Regions from separate parts of the Gossypium hirsutum genome. Here region 1 is linked to region 2. A link is a contact called in public Hi-C data. All regions are on one chromosome and are shown on one strand. The core of a region is the stretch at or near the end of the contact, and the rest is flanking DNA. Distances in the headings are between cores, read along the strand shown.

What was found. Hi-C and Micro-C count contacts between places; a contact is called where the count stands out from the background.
Region 1: a Hi-C map of leaf shows a contact between it and region 2, with 1.8 times the contacts expected there. The contact joins the promoter of LOC107911625 here to the promoter of LOC107911642 in region 2. A contact is called at or near these places in 5 of 34 Hi-C or Micro-C datasets (callus and leaf).

What each region holds. Positions count from the first base shown.
Region 1 is chrD08:40,741,281-40,743,980 of Gossypium_hirsutum_v2.1, reverse strand. It overlaps LOC107911625 (cytochrome P450 78A3), which reads right to left and starts at 1,330. Exons shown (of 2, transcript XM_016839492.2): 1 at 195-1,330; 2 at 1-14. The coding sequence starts at 1,238.
Region 2 is chrD08:40,540,856-40,543,555 of Gossypium_hirsutum_v2.1, reverse strand. It overlaps LOC107911642 (transcription factor MYC2), which reads left to right and starts at 1,412. Exons shown (of 1, transcript XM_016839512.2): 1 at 1,412-2,700. The coding sequence starts at 1,595.

The DNA.
Region 1 (2,700 bases), core at 81-2,580, 200 kb before region 2:
CTAAATATCATCTCCTGCGTAATTAGGACAAAGCAATTAATTGTACTTAAAAGCTAAGAAAATGTACATATTATCGTAATCTAATCATCAAACTGATCCAAGATTCCATCTTCGACTGTTTTCCCATCACAGCTAGAAAGCAAAAAACCATGCCTATAAAAAAATAAAATAAAATTGCTTGCTTTGTTGCTTACCCAAAGTACGGCAATCATATCGTTGTCCGAGAGTCTATCAGGTCCAGTAAGAGAAAGTAAAACGTGCACGAAATCATGGTTTGTTGTCTCAGGTTGCAGTTTATGTTGTTGAATGATTCTACTCACAAACTTGTTCACTTTGGGAACAAGTTGGGTGCATCGAAGCCGGATTTTTTGAAGGTCTAAACCAGCGAGCCATGGGAGATGATCAGACCAATTGAGCTTCCCTAATAGGTCGTAACCTTCTTCGACAAGCTGGCTGAGTTGTTCAGTTTCAGTATTTGACGAACCAAGTTGATACTTGCTGCCAAACACCGAGCACATCATGTTGTTAAGAGATGCTTTCTTGAGTATATCCCGTACGGAGAATTCTCCGGTTCCACCCCGACATGCTATTATAGAACGCATTTGAGAGGCGATATCAGACCTCTGTGCCTCGGTGAAGCTGATTTGTTTAGGACAAAATAGATGTGTGGCAGCAATTCTTCTGAGGGTTCGCCAGTAAACCCCATAAGGAGCGAAACCAATGGCTCTGTTGAACATTAAACTGTATGCCGACTCTTTCACTGGACGATCAGCAAAAACGGAACTGTTAAGAATCTCTTTGGCTACATCAGGGTTGCATGTAACCATAACCCTTGTATCACCCAAGCTAAAGGCCATGAGCCGTTTAGCATCAAAACACTTAGCTGCTGCAGAAATTTTATGGTGAGCCAGATTAAGCATGATGTCCATGCTTCCCAGCACTGGGAAACCTCGTGGCCCTGGAATGATGTTATTGTGCTTCGTGGCACCTCTCTTGCGGAGCCAATGATACTTACCCCAGGCAGGGCCTCCAGGGTACAACCAAAAACAGAGGGTCATACCCAGCCAACCCATGCAAAGTAAAAGAAGAAGCCAAATGGAGTTTTGAGAGGAGAAAGTTTTGCATTTGGAAGCAATAAACAAAAGCCAAAAGCAATCAGAGTTGGTTTCCATGGAGATCAGGAAAATGGCGGATGATATTTTGTTTGTTTGTTTGTTTCCTCTTCTGGTTGAGACCATGAAATGAGAGCGTCGCTTATATAGAGATTTTTTTTTTTTTGTGGACTACAAGAGTAACGGTTAAACAGAAGCATTATGAGATATGCCACACGGATCGGCATATATCAACATTATAACGTAATTAAACAAAATCGAAAAGTTAAAATCGATATCATTGTGCGCCGCCACTAGCAAAACCGAAAACGAGGATTCATGAGCATGGGGCCCCTTGCATTCCCCACATTCGTTTCTTCTCGTGGGGTTCATTTTCTTGGAACACGTAAGCCCCTAGCTGCTACCATTCTATCTTTTTCGATCCACAGCTATCAAACCACTAATATCGAAGGCTAGTAGCAGTGTATTACTGGTAATAATTGAACAAGGCAGCCATTCCGATTCGCTATGTTAATGAATTTGGCATCGCTCTCAGAATTTAGGCATCGGCGGTGTATGTGGTGGTCCTGAGCGAGCCCTCCACTTCCAGGCCATATTAATCAAATATCATTCTTTTTCATACCCAATCATGTCGATGTAGTATCTTTCTCTTCTTTTTACTTCTTTTTTATAATCTCATGGACACAAAACTTTTACATGGTTATAAAAAAAATCATGAAAGTAACTCTTTAAGTTTTTCGAAAAAGAAATTAAAAGAACAAGAATCATTAAAACAAACTAGCAGCGGCATTGGTGAATGTTAATTAGTATTTGATTAAAATTAGCAAAATAAACAAGCATTTTTAAGATAGTTATATATATGGGGTGAGTTTGGATTTGGTGAATGTGTTTAGTTTATTTTTTGTCTCACGCTACAATATCGCTATAGTATTTAATATTGTCGCCGTTATTTTTATACTAACTACAAATAAACGCATCAGTCATCCAAACCCATTCATAATAATTAACTCAAGTGAGACCACCTTAAAAAATAAAGAAATATAATATCCCTTTAATTCTCTCCTCATGCAGTTTATTTGTCTCCTCATGTAGGATTTGTTTTTATGAAATATATGTTTTCTTGTAGAGAAATGATTCTTATATATTTATTAAAGGTGTGATATTTCATAAATGATATAATCAGTAAATATACTTCCTACTGAAAAATGTGAATTTGAACCATTTTGGCGATTTAAAACGTGGAAGTTGAGCGACACGCATTTGGAAATGAGAGTGGCCGAAAGATCTTGACGGCCCAACAAAGATCTTTGATGCTAAAGTAGTAGTTTTTATTCTTGTTTATTTTACAACAGAAGAAAAATCTTATGCGGGTGAGCTGAATAAAAGTTACTTGACGCTAACACGTGTGGAGACGTTGCTATCGTGCCCTTGAAATTGAAATGAACCCACGAATCTGGGGTGGATATAGCCGTACCCCACTATCGCGAGTACCGAATCCCACCCCACCCTCCATGCCCCATCGCCACGTGTTCCTTGCATTCTCTATCTGTCCTCTTTCATGTTCATCACTTGCTCCAGTGGTTTCTAA
Region 2 (2,700 bases), core at 163-2,662:
AATATATATATATTTTTTGCGTTTATATAGAATTGAACTAATGTCAATTTATTTATGATATGTTTGATAGGAACATTACTTTTTTATTGTTGTAGTTTATCAAATAATAATAAATTAATTCAATTGGTACTTAACCAAAGTTAGAAAACCATTGCTTTCAATTTCTTTTAATTTTATAAATAATTTTTAATGAAAACAATTAAAATTTTATTTTTTTTAATTTCCATATTTTTTTAATTTTCTAAAAATATTTTTAAAACTTTCAACTAAACACGTTTTATTCATATTTTCTTTTTCATTAAAAACAAAAAGGAAAACGAAAATCGTAAAACTAATGACTCTAAACATTTACACCTTGATACTGATTTTGAACTTTCTTATTGCCAAATTGACATTTCTTTATAAAGGCCAGATAGTCAGTTAGTAGTTAAGATTTAGGGTCAAATAATTAAAAAATGAGTGGATAATATAAGTTAAAAGCCTGTGATTTTCAGATTGTTTTCTTGGCCACATAACTCTTATAAAAGTTGGGACATTGAGTTGTTAAATCACTTATTTACATATATAATTAAAAATATAATTTTAACTTAAAAATATAATAAAACATATTATGAAATTTTTGTGTTAAAAATTAAATTCCATTATGCTTCTTTATTAAAAAATGAGTAAAATTAATTCTTTTGTATTAAATCTATTAAAAATTTTATTTATTTGATGCGTACTTCATGTTAACGTCTAATGACCAGTTTTTAATAGTAGAATAAAAAGATTAGTTTGCTCTTTCATTTACTGTAAAGAAACTAATATCTCCATTTTTTCTATATAGATGGTAAAATACAATTTGACTCCTACTATAGGGAGCTCCTTTATACTTTTATCCAAAATATGCTATAAGTTCTTACGCTTTTCACAAATTTTGAATTTAATCTCCGTATTTTTATTTTTAAAATTTAGTCTCTCTACTTTTTAACTTTTAAAAGTTAAGTCTACTTTGTTAATACTATTAATTTTTTTTAATTGATGTGATATTTTGAAATAAAATATACTTACTTGATAGTACTGCAATTAAAATATATATTATAATAAACTTAAATTTAATAAAATTAATTTAATTATATTAGTTTTAAAATTTGAAAAGTCTTAAAAATAAAAAGTGATTATAACACAAGTACTAGAAGACGAGTTGAAGATTGAAATGTCCAGAAGTAGTGAATCGAATTTGGAAATGACTAGCGAAAGGTGCGACCCCAGAGGAAGCCTGAACCTCGCAACGAATAGAGACGATGCGCATCAATATCACATCACATCTTCAACTTTGGAGCTCAGCCTATAGTAGGATTTTTCACGTGATAAAGGTGCTAAGCATGCCCAAAAAACAGTTCCCACACGGATGGCCTTTTAATGCCCAGGAAATTCTTGTTTTCCCCGAACGCCCCTACAACATTGCCCTTTTGTCTTTGCTGCTGATCCCTTTAATTTCTCCTCGTATATTTTAGCTTGCTGCCGCCGAATCCCTCTTTGGGTTACTTAGCTCTTAGTAGTTTGGAAAACCTTATCAGAAAGAAATTGGGTTGGATCAGGGAGCAGCAGTATTATGTCATCATCTTCTTCATCTTCGATGATTAGCTTCGGCCTAGACGCCCCTCCGCCGACGCTGCAACAGCGCCTCCAGTTCATCGTCCAAAGCAGGCCTGAATGGTGGGTATACTCCATCTTCTGGCAAGCTTCCAGGGATGCTCATGGCCGCCTCGTGTTTTCTTGGGGTGATGGATATTTCCAAGGGACCAAGGGTTTTGCAGGCAAATCCGGAAATAAGCTAAGCCAACCCAGATTTGGGAGAAGAAGATCGGGGGAAGAGATTCAATCCGTTTTCTGTGAAGAGATAGACATTGAGAGGATGGTGGATGGCGATGTCACTGACTACGAGTGGTATTACACCGTATCAGTAAACCGATCTTTTGCTATAGGAGATGACATTCTTGGGAAGGCTTTCGGCTCAGGCTCCTATATTTGGTTGTGTGGAGATCAGGAGCTCCAACTGTATGAATGCGAGCGAGTCACAGAAGCTCGAATGCGAGGAATCCAGACCTTAGTCTTCCTTTCGACTTCCTTCGGGGTAGTTGAATTGGGATCTTCAGAAATGATCCAAGAGAATTGGAGCTTAGTGCAACTTGCAAAATCAATCTTCGGTTCTGAGATTAACTGTCTTGGTTCCAAGCATCCTGGCCTTGAATCTCAGCTCCAAATGTCAACCCAAACTGTCCCTTTTCTTGATTTCGGCAAGGTTGCAAGTGATCAAAAGGAGTGGATTCTTGATGACCGAAAGCAACAAATTGAGGCCAAGAAGGACAATTGCGTTTTATTACGCCCCTTGTCATCGGACTCCGGTGCTGATTCTGAGATGGAGTTCAGCGTTGGGTCGAAGAAGAGAGGAAGAAAGTCGGGGACTGGAAAAACAACCCCTTCAAACCACGTGGAAGCAGAGAGGCTACGGCGTGAGAAACTTAATCATCGATTCTATGCACTTCGATCTGTGGTTCCTACCGTGTCCAAGATGGACAAAGCATCTTTGCTTTCAGATGCGGTAGCCTACATCAAGGAGCTCAGATCTCAGATTGATAAACTGGATGTTAAACTCAAAGTTCAATCCCAAAAAGCCAAGTTGAATGCCATCAATGTTTCGAATAACCAAAGAAATGC